3 separate regions of the Mus musculus genome follow, and regions 1 and 2 are each linked to region 3. A link is a contact called in public Hi-C data. All regions are on one chromosome and are shown on one strand. Each heading gives the region's core, a stretch centred on a gene start, on an enhancer-like site or on the middle of the called end of the contact. The rest is flanking DNA. Distances are from core to core; before and after follow the strand shown. Region 1 holds the start of Rnf181 (ring finger protein 181). Region 2 overlaps Gm38832 (a long non-coding RNA gene). Region 3 holds the start of Kdm3a (lysine (K)-specific demethylase 3A).

Region 1 (4,074 bases), core at 175-2,674, 730 kb before region 3:
CCCACTGTGAGCTGGGCCCGTCTATATCAGTCATTAATCAAGAAAATGACTAGTCTACAGGCCAATGGAATGGAGGCATTTTCTCAGGGTTTGAGGGTCCTTCTTCCCAGATGATCTTAGCTTATGTCAAGTTGACAAAAAGATAACAAACATACAGGGCTTAAGACAATACTGTTTGTTTGTTTGTTTGTTTGTTAGAGGCAGTGTTTCCCTAAAAGCCCAGTGGCCTCTTAAATTCTGAGACGATGGGTGTATGCCACCTTGAGAGCTCTAAGCACTTGTTACCTTCCTTGGGTTTATTATCATCTTCCTCTTCTGAGAAAGATGGGGGGATAGCACTTTGCCCTGCTAGGTGGGTCAGCAGCACTCACTTTGGGCAAGCTACTTCTGAGACCCAGGTCAGTGGTAGAGCAGATGCTCAGCATGAACTCTAAGGCCCCTCTGAGGTGCCGCACTACAGTACTAGACAATTACAATCAGGTATTTATGGAATGCTCTTTTCCTGAATATGCCTCTCCTTTGAATTTTTTTAAAGACAGGATTTTACTATGTAGCCCACGCTGGTCTTAAGTTTGCAATCCTCTGGCGGTCACTCCCCCCCTTTTCAAAAATTTCAAAAAAATTTATTTTATAACTATGTGTGCTTTGTCAGGTGAATGTAGGTACCGGGGAGGAGGAGCAAAGAGGCATTACCTGGAGCTGGAATTACAGTAAACTGCCCAAGTTGAACTCCTAATCATGCATGGTTTTGTCTATTTTCCTTCTTTTATTGTTTATATTTATTTGTTTTAATTTTTATTTTTATTGATTGAGACAAGGTCTCAACTTTTTAGCCTTGGCTGGCCTCCCACTCACAGAAAAACACCTGGCTCTGCCTCCTGAGTGCCAGACTTAAAGACATGCACCATCGATTGCTTTATTTATTTATAATACGAGTGGGTGTCTTGCTGCATGTCTGTCTGTCTGTCACTTATTTGCCTGGTGCCCGCAGAGCATCAGACCCTCTGGAAATAGTGTTGTGCGCCATCCAGTGGGTGCTGGGACTAAAACTTGGGTGCGCTGAGCCATCTCTCCAGGCCCTTCACCCATTTTTATGCATAAAACATAATCAATGCGTGGGAATTTTCCTTTCAGGGAGTAGGTGGAACATGCAGGTAAACTCAGCCAAGGAGACACAGTAGAGATACTTCCGGCTTGGACTGGCACTTCTAGAAACCGGCGAGAGCCCTCAGATCCTGGCTCCGAAAAGTCCCCGGAATTTCCTCTTTCTCCAACCCCATTGGCTTTAGTCTTTGGTCACCTGACTTATCCAACCAACGAGAGGCGGCTGCATCGGTACTTCCGCCTCTGTGTGCGAGTCACTATGCCCACCCCAGGAGCACTCTGATTGGCTCTCCTCTTGAAATTCGATCGCTTATTGGCCAGCGCTGGATTCGGCTCTCCAGCGGCAACCTAAAGCTGTGTCAGACAAGCCCGGCAGCCCAGGAGCCATGGCGTCTTATTTTGATGAGCACGACTGCGAGCCGTTGAACCCTGAGCGTGAGGCCCGCAACAATATGTTGCTGGAACTCGCGAGAAGAGTGCGCGGGGCTTGGAGCTGGGCCCCGGGCGGCAGGTTTCTGGGTTGGGGTTTGGCGGAGAGGGCGGGTTAACCTGGGAGGTGGGGTAAATAATGTTAGTCAGGGCGACGCGATTAGTCGAGTCGGAGTCGTTAATTTGGGCTATTAATGAGTAGGGCCCGCCAGGGGATCGTGGGAAAGACGAAGATAGAAAGGGTGGGTGTAGCAAAGGGAGGCACGGGACAAGATTGTCATGGGGGCGGACACGGCCTGTGCCCAAGTGTGTAAACTGGGTAGTGTTTTGCTAGTAATAAGCAAGGAGAGAAACTCACTGCTGTCCTGGAATCAACTTTGGCTTATTCCTGAACGACTTCTTTGAGACTGCTATTTCTAGTAAAATGGGAAAGTTGCCTGGAGTGATAGTGCACACCTTTAATCCAACTACTTGGGAGGTAGAAAGAAAAAGGGAAAAGCGAGCCGGGGTTGATTGAGAGCTGTGCTGGTGGGTTTGTTTCGTGTGTGTGTGTTTTGCTTAGAGACAATCTCACTATGTATCCCTGACTGGCCTCGAACTCACAGCCTCCCAAGTGTTGTGACTAAATGCATGGGCCACCACCTCTGGCTCCCACCCTACTGAGGAGCTCTTGTGCACTATTCGTTATTATTACTATTTTAGCCAGGACAGGTATTTCCCAGTGGATTATGGGGGCCGGAACTAGATGATTTCCTTAGTTCTGATTTATACTTTCTCCCTCAGATCACTCTTTAATAGGATGGACTTTGAGGACCTGGGATTGGTAGATTGGGAACACCACCTTCCCCCACCAGCTGCCAAGGCTGTGGTGGAGAGCCTCCCTAGAACAGTCATCAGTAGCGCCAAGGCTGGTGAGGACACAAGGCCTTTTTTGTTTTTTTTTTCTGTTTAGGGCAGATAAGCCAGACCTGCCTGCCTGCCGACTCCCCCTAGCCACCAACAATCTGGCCTGTTAGTGTTCTAGGCCAAGCCTGTGTCTGAGTGGGAGGTTGGGTTGGGCCTTAACTGCTCTCCTGATCGACACTTCCTCTTCAAGATCTCAAGTGCCCCGTGTGCCTTTTGGAATTTGAGGCGGAGGAGACTGTGATTGAGATGCCCTGCCATCATCTCTTCCATTCCAACTGCATTCTGCCCTGGCTAAGTAAGGTACTCGGTCCATCCCTTCCCGGCCCCAACACCAGTTCCCGCCAGTTCCTAAGCGGCTTTTTTTTTTTTTTTTTTTTTGGTAATGGACTGGGGTGAAATCAAGGGAGAGAGCAGGGCTGGAAGGCAGGAGCAGGAAAGGACCGGAATACCGCTCTTGATTTCTCTAGACAAATTCCTGCCCTCTGTGCCGCCATGAGCTGCCCACTGATGATGACAGCTATGAAGAGCACAAGAAAGACAAGGTCTGGTCACCCCACCCCTGCTGCACACTCCCCACTCCTCAGCAGGCTTGGCTAGGCCTCTGAACGCCCCCCTCACTTGGGCTCCCTTCCAAGTCAGTGTGGTGAGGGCAAAGGTCTCAGCATTGTTAATGTTAGAAGCCTGAAAAGAGACCCCGTGACAGCTGCTCTCTGCATGGTCCTATCCATGAGTATTCAGACCCAGCCTTGCCTAAGCCTGGCGTCTTTCTTCTAGGCTCGCAGGCAGCAGCAGCAGCACCGCCTGGAGAACCTCCACGGAGCCATGTACACGTGAGGCAGCTGCCAGGGCTGAGCGCTCAGCCTCTCTGATACCTTCCCTCTGCACTCTGAATCATTAAAGGTTTCTTTACCCACCCTGCAGCTGCACGGCTCACCAGCCGAAGCAGGGGCTCCTTCCGAATCCTCCACCCTGCTGCTAGCCAGAAAGATGTCAAAGGTGTCAAATGTCCGAAGGTGCCAGGCTGCAATTCCCTCTGCCAGCCTCTAGACTCTGGGTGGTGGGGCCCTAGAACAACCAGGGCTTGGGTCTGAGTGTTCTTTTAGAAGTCAAACTGTGTCAGAGCCTGGCGCTTTGTAGCTGTTTAAAACTGATAAATTAACTTGCACCACCCCACTCCGGAAATCTCTAGTTAACCTTGGAACCTTTAGTTAACCGTGGAATCCTGGGGGTGTTCTTTATTTCCACATAGAAAACTTTTAACATTGTAAAAGTTGCTCTCTGTATCCCACTCCTGTAGGCGCCATTATCAAGGAATCAAAGGTCAAGCCAGCCCAAGTAGGGCAAGGCTGTTTAGAGACTCTTCAAAGGGGGACAGTCCTTGTGGAAGTTTTGAAAGTGGGTTTCATTCACTATGTGACCTTGGCTGTCTTGGAACCCACTATATAGACCAGGCTCGCCTTGTACTTAGGACATCCTTCTGCTCTGTCTTCCCAGTGTTGGGATTACTGGTATGTACACACCCTTACGATGTATCTGAATGGCATCTGTCACTCTTAGTTTCTGGCAACCTCAAGAATCTTTCCTGGGGGAAAGGACTTCTGTCCATCCCTGCCCACTGGATCGGACCCTCCGTGA
Region 2 (3,796 bases), core at 1,104-3,603, 530 kb before region 3:
ATTTAGGACTGAGTGCTCCAAGATCTCTCACTCTCTGTCCGTTGTCCAGCTGTGTGTCTCAGTATGTTTCCAGCCACTGCAGGAGGAAGCCTCTGTGTTAATGTGTTAAGCTTAAGACATCGATCTATGACTAGAGCAGAATGTTGTTAGGAGTAACACTTTATTAGTTCATTCCTTTAGCAGAGCAGGAGTATTCGATTTTTCCCTAGGTCCCTGGCCTATCTTGTCTCTGGTTCTTGACCATCAGAACACTATCAGGGATATAGTTCATCTCATGGAGTGGGCCTTTACTCAAATCAGATATTGGCTGGTTACGCCCACAAGCTTTGTGCCACTATTGCCCTAGCACATCTTACAAGCAGGTCATTATTGTAGATTCAAGGACTTTGTAGCTTGATGGGTAGTTACCTTTCTCCTTCGGTAGTGTGCTGAGCACCCTCAAGTATCCAGAACAGTAGTCTATAGGGTGATGGCTGTATGTAGGCATCAACTCTACTTCTCTGTGTTCAGTGAGTTGTGTGGTTGTTGTCTCCAGGAATAGGGCTTTACTATCAGTTTAAGGACAACAGCCAAAAGCTTTGGCAACAGCCTGGGTTGGTTGGGAGTTCCAATGGGATGCCTTTGGCCAACGACTCAATTAGATATAACCCATTACCAGCACAAGAAGCTCATTTGGTGACCAGAAATGTCCAGTTGGGGTTCCATCTCCCATTATTTGATCATTTCATTTAGATTTAGGACACTTCTATTGTGTTAGTTTCCCCATGACCCCTCAAATGGCTCTTAGTGCTATCAGTCTCTTCCCATATTCTTTCCCTTACTTCTTCTTTCCTCCTGTCCCCATTTTATCCTCCTGTTCCTGCCTCCCCTGTCCACTTATACTTACCTGTTTTATTTCTCCTTCCTAGGGACATCCCTCCCTCCCTCCCTGCTAGTCCCTTACTCTCTGCCAAACCTCTGTGGTTATCTGGATGGTAGCCTGCTTATTAAAGACTCAACAGCTAACATCACAAATAAACAAGCGTATGCCAAAGTTGTCTTTCTAGGTCTAGGTTACTTCATTCAGGATGATGTTTTTATTTCCTAATTTCATGACTTTATTTCTCTAATGGCTGAATGCATTCCATTATGTAAACTTATCACATTTAAAAATATATATTCATCCATTGGTGGACATCCAGGCTGTTTCCAATTTCTGGTTATTATGAATAGAGCAGCAATGAACATGGTTGAGCAAGTAATGTATAGTATAGTACCGTATAGTATGATATAGAATAGTACCGTATAGTATGGTATAGAATAGTATGGTATGGTAGCATGAAGTAGCCTTTAGGTAGATGTCCAAGAGTGGTATAGTTGGATCTTAGGTAGATCAGTCCCCATCTCCCTGAGGGTCACCACACTGATTTCCATAGTAGCTGTGCAAGTGTGCACTCCCACCAGCAGTGGAGGACTGACCCCTCCCTCCATGTCCTCACCAGCATCTGCTGTCACTTGTTTTATTGAACTTGATCATTGTGACTGGTATAAGATGAAATTTCAAAGTTGATTTGCATTTCTCTGATGACTAACAATACTGAACATTAAAGTACTTCTCAGCCATTTGTATTTCCTCTTTTGAGAATTTTCTGCTCATATATGTACCCCATTTTTAATTGGGTTGCTTGTTTTCTTGATGTCCAGTTTTTTCATTCTTTATACATTTTAGAGATATTAGCACTCTATTGTTGGTAAAAAAAAAATCTTTTCCCATTCTGTAGTCTATTACTTTGTCTGAGTTATGATGTCCCCTGCCACACAGTAGCTTTTCATGAGGTTCTATTTGTGAATTATGTTCTCAGTGTCTATGCTAATGGTGTTCAGTTCAGAATGTCTTCTTCTGTGTCAATGAGTTCAAAACTATTTTCTACTTTTTCTTCTATCAGGTTCAGTGTATCTGATTTTATGTTGAGGTCTTTGCTTCATATGGAGTTTGGGCAGTGTTGTAAATATAGATCTATGTGGATTCTTCTACGTGCAGACAGCCAGTTTGACCAGTACCATTTGTTGAAGAAGCTGGGCTTTTTGTTTGTTTGTTTGTTTGGGCTTTTTTGTTTTGTTTTCCTCCCAGTGTGTGGTTTGACCCATGGGAATTGATGTTCTTCCAGAAAGAGATGACAGAGAAACAAAGATCGGGGACAAAGGCATGAGAGGGGAAGAGGAGCCTCTAGCTAGGACATCAGATAGGAAATGCGCAGACGGAGCGGGAAGGTTCTGTGTGTGCTCCAGCTGCTGGAACCCTGCAACAGTCAGTCAGGGCTGGAAGCTCGGCACTAAGAACAGTACACACGGCTTCACGACACTAGGTGGCGCTGCGTACCGGCTCATGAGTAATAGTCACTGGTTTTCTTTTCAAAAGCGAAGTCCCAGTGAACAGGCTCTGCTGAGTGGAGAAACTGCCAGAGGGGCTGTGACTGGCTCCCGCGCACACCAGTGCTGATGCAAAGTTAGGCTCCTAACTCCTGTTCTTGGCTTTCAAAGAATCTAGATAAATGGCTAGCAGAATCCTGAGTCAGAAGGCAGCCTGAAGGATGCTGAGGCCCAGACCGCCAGCCCCAATCGGTTTTCAGTGTGGCCCAACAAGAAGTCAGATTTCTTGCATCCCCCTTCCCAGGACACTCAACGCCCAGGTCCCCATGGCTTCTTCTATCCGCAGTCACATTGTTGGTTTTTAACGATGGGTCAAGGGAATCTTCCACTAGTATTCCCCTGGGAGTCCAACTGCCTTTTGCCCTGACAATGATCTCAGTTTGGCCTGCAAAGTTTCAGCTGAGGTCATGCCTGAGCCTACATTTGTCAGTTTGGTTTGGTAAGATAAAGTGAGCCATGCCATGCTGTGCTTTGAGAAAGTATATCCTGTTGTGAGTTGACAGTGTGTGTCACTTCCTTCCCTCAGCAAGCTCACTCTGTCTGCACTGAGTTCCAGCCTCTTGCCTCCTGCCTCCTGTTGATCACCCCCTGGCCTGGGCTCAGACTTGCTGAAAATGGCGTTTTGTCCCATGGTTAATAGCTTTGATGTCTGAAGCTACTGCTGGCTTCCAGCCATAAGGCCTGACCCTGCGTCCAAAAGCTTTTATTAAAAGAAGAAATGGGATGGGAAAAAAACTGGTAGTGTGCTTGCTCTTTGAGTGTGAGGCTGGGAGTTCAGATCCCAGAACCCATGTAAATGCCAGATGGGCAATCCCAGCGTTGGGAAGGCAGACAGGGGTGCCCAGAGCAAGCCTGAAAGCTAGACTAACCAGTATTGGTGAGTTCTGGGGTCAACTGGGAGATGCTAACTCAGTGAGTTAAGTGATTAACTCGGAGATCAAGTGAGACTTAATGTCAATCTCAGGTGCACAAGTGTGCACACATGTACCAGCACACACACACGTACACACACACATACACACATACACACACACACACACACACACACACACACACACCCCAATCTACCTTAAACCTGCTTACTGCAGCTTTACATGTGAGTGTGTATGAGAGAGAGAGAGAGGGAGAGGGAGAGGGAGAGAGAAAGAGACAGAGACAGAGATAGAGGGGGACAATGCAGGAAGGATACAATGCATAGGCAGGTAGTTTTTCCTCTAAAGTCAGAGTTCCTGTGGGTGGCCCATCTTTCCTCCAGCATGGAATTTTCCTAGAGGAACCCTGATGCCGACGTCCTCATTACACTACCTTTGCTTAATTACGTTCCCCCTTCTAGATGGAAACTCTGGTACAAAGGGTCTGAGCCGGTGTTTTTGCCGCCTAGGGATTT
Region 3 (4,023 bases), core at 1,400-3,899:
GATTCTCCTGCCTCCACTTTCCAAGTGCAGAGATCAGTGGGTAAAGGAGCCATCGTGCCTTGTTCTTTTTATTCATTTATTTATTTTCCAATTGAAGTACATTTAAATTATTTCCATTTTTCTTCCCACATCCACTGGATGTGACTACTAAAATAAGTGATCTTATCCTTTCTTCCAGTCCATATTTGTTAGCAGTTTTCTCAAGATACACACAGGCACATACTCATATACATACTCACACACTGGTTTCTAGGAAGCTTATAAAAGTTTTAAGCTCATGAACATTCAATGTCCTTTTAATGTTTCTGGCATCTCTGGCTATCAGGAATGCAATGAAAAACAAGAGAGGGTAATATGGGAAAGAATATTATTAAAATGGATTACATATGAAAATGTTCAAATAAAATCCATTATTTTATATAATGATTATAGTTAACAGCAAAAACCATGATTGTTTTCTAGTAACTCTACTAAATAAAAGAACTTTCCATCTATGTAAGTATTTTTTGTTGTTTTTTTGTTGTTGTTGTTCAGATTTAGTAATAGGACTTTGTAAGTTCATAAAGTACACTGGATATCTCTCCAACTTTTCTTGGTTCTGGAATCATGAATAAAACAGAAAAGTCATGTGTGTGTTTTAGTAGAATTTATGCCTAAAACAAAAATGTCTTTTGTTTTAGTAGAATTTATGCCTGTTATTTTCCAAATTATGTGTTATGTGATCTAAGTCCTCCACATTCTCTCATTTTAAAAATTTAAACTGCTTATTTCTGAGATAAATGGATTTATAGCATTTACTGTGATTATAAGCTGTCAAAACTTTCTTGTTTAGTACTATTAACTTAGTTCATATCTTCAGTTTGAATAGTTCAATAATGTATTTTATAGACCCAATCCTTTATTAATATATTTCTTCTTTTTATGCTTTTACTCTTAGTCATATACCATATAACAACATTATGGCAAGTGACATGTGATATATACAGTGGTGATCCCATAAGTTTTTCTCAGTGACTTGGTAATTTCTGTAAGGACACTATGTTATCAATGTAATGAAATCATCTAACAACCTTTTATCAGAATATATCCCTCGTATTAAATAATGTATAACTGTACAAGATGCCAATGTAGCTTTCCTTTGATTAGTCTTATAAAAATTTTACCCTAATAGTTTCAAGTTTCTTATGCTGTACTTTTCTTATGCCAAAAAAATTTTTTTAAATACTAAGTACCTCTCCATGTTTATTTATAAAATTAACCCATTTATATTTATTGTAAATATAAATGGACTTATTCCTGTCATTTTATTTTTAACCATAATTTCTTCTTCTTCCTTTTGTTTTTCTTGTTTCCATTTCTGCCTTTTGATGAAGTGGATAGGTTCCTTCATTCCATTTCCCACCTCTTAATGGTTTGAATATAATAAATCCAATTCAGTTTAATTCAACTTCAGCATTATTTAATCTTTAACATTCTGTTGTCATACATTCAAACCAAATATTTTTCAAAATAAACATCTGGTACTAATTTGCATTGTATAGCATTCCCTTATACATTTTGAATTTTTTCTGAATTCTCATTTTCACACTATTAAAACTAAATTTCCATTCATTTTATAATAAAGATTAAGTGTGATGTTAGATTAAGCACCAGGCTTCATAAAGAAGTCTTCAGTTATTCATTTCATTTTTTGATTCAACCAAGAATCCTCTGGTCCAAACCATAAAACCATCTTTTCTCTCCTTTGTCTTTCAAAGTCACCTCTTTCATTATCACTTTTATCATCAACTCCATCTACTTTCTCAATTTCTTTGTTGTTTCAAAAATCTTATATCCACTTTACATTTTCTTTTTAAAAAACCTACATCCCACATAGTTTTGAATAGATGGTTTGCCTCTAGATTTAATGAACATCGTTTTCCAGCAACTCAATGCCTTTCTTCATTTATCCTTCAAAATGGCGGACCTAGACAGTCATGATCAGTACCACGTGCGCCTGCGCCTCCAGCGGCCATTTCACCCATCAGCCCAAGCTCCAAGAGTCCGCCCCTTCTGGCGCGTGCGCAGGAGCCCCCAGAGCCTAGTCGCTCCTCCCCCTCTAACTGCGTACGCCTGAAACCGCACGTCCCAGTGCTGTCCCTCCCCCGCAGGCTGTGCACCGCCCCCGCCCCTTTCCCGTGAGATTCTTCCGCCTGGTGGAAGGTCGGTCTTCGCTCGACAGCCTACGCGCTTCAAGTGCAATCCAATAGGCGCTCATGATCCTGGGTCTCCCCATTCAGTCTTATCTGTGAGCCTGTGCGATTTTCTTTCTGGCCTCAAAGTCGATAACCGATTCGGCGGGACTTTTTTGCATAGCGCGAGGCAACAAATGGAAGAATGGAGCTGCGGCGGAGGGATCTACCGACCGCGTTCTGCGCGCTTTAATGGGGGATCGGCTTCGAGTCGTTGCTGAGAGCGGGGGGAAGGGAGGAGGCAGCCAAGGAATTGTTTTTTTTCCTCACCCCGCCCTCTTCAGCATAACCAATAGGAACGTAGAATTTCCTAGGCTGCCCCGCCTATCCCCCGCGACTCAACCAATCATCGGTGGCAGCGGCTCCGAGGGGGCGGGTCCGGGAGGCTGTGCGTGTCTTGTGAGAGAGAGCTCTTGAACCAAGTCAGAGCTAGAGTCGGCTGGGCGGCTGGGCTCTGTTGCCGCCGTCGTGGGTGACTCAGGGAGGCGGGAGGCGGGGTAAGCGCTCCGCGGGCCTCGGCTGCGGGAGACAGAGGGAGAAGGGTGAAGGACCCGCGCGGGCGGTCGCCGCGTCTTCTCGGTTCAAGGCTCAGGACGGGCGGGGGTGCGCCCGAGTCGGCGGCCCGGAAGCGGGGGGCGGGGGCGCGGCAAGTGTCGAGTCGCGAGCGAGTCCACGGCGGCTCCGAGGCCGCTCGGGGCGGGGATCGGTCGCTGAGACGGGCCCTAGGCACTAAGAGGGAGCCTTTTCTTTAACAGGGCGAGGGGACGAACACTTAGGCAAAAGCACTGGCGCCGCGGCTCAGTCCTCCCTTCTCTCTCTCAGTGTCCAGCTTTGAAAGGTTTGGAAAAAGCGAAAGTTGTTGGGGCGAGAGGGTCACGCGGCACTCGGGGGGGTGTTTGCGGGGGGGAGTGCTGGGGGGTTGGGGAGGCGCGGGTGGCAGCTTGGGGCGCGGAGTCCACCTGCGGGGGTGTCACTCCACCGGTCCCTGTCGGCGCTTCGTCTCTTCGGGCCGCCTCCGACCTCGGCCGCCCCCCATCGCATTTTGTTTTTGTGCCTTCTGCAGGGAGGAGCCCTTCCTGCTGGCGTGGAAACCATGGTGCTCACGCTCGGAGAAAGTTGGCCAGTATTGGTGGGGAAGCGATTCCTCAGTCTGTCCGCAGCCGAAGGCAACGAAGGCGGCCAGGACAACTGGGACTTGGAGCGCGTTGCCGAGTGGCCCTGGCTGTCGGGGACCATTCGAGCTGTTTCCCACACCGACGTTACTAAGAAAGACTTGAAGGTAAAAAACAAAAAGACTAAAACAAAATACAAAATCCCTAAACAAACAAACAAAACCGTCTTCTGGGGGCTGGGCAGTCAGACGGTTTTCAGTTACCTTGGTAACGGGACAGTTGAGCGCCCCTCCCTCCCTTTTCTGAAATGGGCCACTAGAAAGTTGGCAGGTGATCAGAAGGTACAGAACTCTAGACCGTGAAAGTCTTTGAAATGGGGTGTAGTGTCAAGGTGTGTTTGACCTAGAGCTCCAGTGGCCTGAGATTAATAATGGGTTTAGGATTGTTCAGACATGCTTCATTAATGCAGGCGCTGGGTCCCCTGGGACAGTCTGATTATGCCCCCAACGGGAGGCGTATTGTTTATTAGTAATAGGTTAAAGAAGTGGATGACAATTAGAATCATTGAAGGCTAGCTTGAAAGTGCTTTCAAAAAAGATGATTTCAGATGATGGTGTTCCTCTTTATTTCTTCATTCAACTTTTTAAACTTTACAACTTGGAAGTGAAGTGTGAATGTAA

What was found. A called contact is a pair of places that touch in the nucleus more often than the background predicts.
Region 1: a contact with region 3 is called in a Hi-C map of effector CD8 T cells, with 8 times the contacts expected there. The contact joins the promoter of Rnf181 here to the promoter of Kdm3a in region 3. A contact is called at or near these places in 1 of 39 promoter capture datasets (pre-B cells), 4 of 484 Hi-C or Micro-C datasets (CD4 T cells, CD8 T cells, effector CD8 T cells and 1 more), 2 of 115 datasets of contacts at active chromatin or transcription factors (astrocytes and bone marrow-derived macrophages) and 3 of 9 other capture datasets (adipose tissue, liver and macrophages).
Region 2: a Hi-C map of muscle stem cells shows a contact between it and region 3, with 4 times the contacts expected there. The contact joins the enhancer-like site here to the promoter of Kdm3a in region 3. A contact is called at or near these places in 4 of 39 promoter capture datasets (the C10 cell line, cranial neural crest, hippocampal neurons and 1 more), 4 of 484 Hi-C or Micro-C datasets (CD4 T cells, cranial neural crest, muscle stem cells and 1 more), 7 of 115 datasets of contacts at active chromatin or transcription factors (astrocytes, embryonic forebrain, embryonic midbrain and 4 more) and 2 of 9 other capture datasets (adipose tissue and liver).

Annotation. Positions count from the first base shown.
Region 1 is chr6:72,359,782-72,363,855 of GRCm38.p6, reverse strand. Rnf181 (ring finger protein 181) reads left to right here and starts at 1,424. Exons shown (of 5, transcript NM_025607.4): 1 at 1,424-1,615; 2 at 2,317-2,444; 3 at 2,630-2,739; 4 at 2,907-2,981; 5 at 3,214-4,074. The coding sequence starts at 1,491. The coding sequence ends at 3,273.
Region 2 is chr6:72,163,633-72,167,428 of GRCm38.p6, reverse strand. Gm38832 (a long non-coding RNA gene) reads right to left here. Exons shown (of 2, transcript XR_869176.3): 2 at 1-76. Among named protein-coding and RNA genes, the nearest start is that of Gm38832, 3.6 kb to the right of the region's middle. Within about 2 kb of position 2,353, at least 42 of the 459 cell types and tissues checked have an H3K27ac peak or open chromatin away from gene starts, as enhancers often do. A contact at or near this core is called in adipose tissue, microglia, muscle stem cells and 1 more, where this site is marked.
Region 3 is chr6:71,631,543-71,635,565 of GRCm38.p6, reverse strand. Kdm3a (lysine (K)-specific demethylase 3A) reads left to right here and starts at 2,649. Exons shown (of 27, transcript NM_001038695.3): 1 at 2,649-2,728; 2 at 2,987-3,069; 3 at 3,295-3,510. The coding sequence starts at 3,325.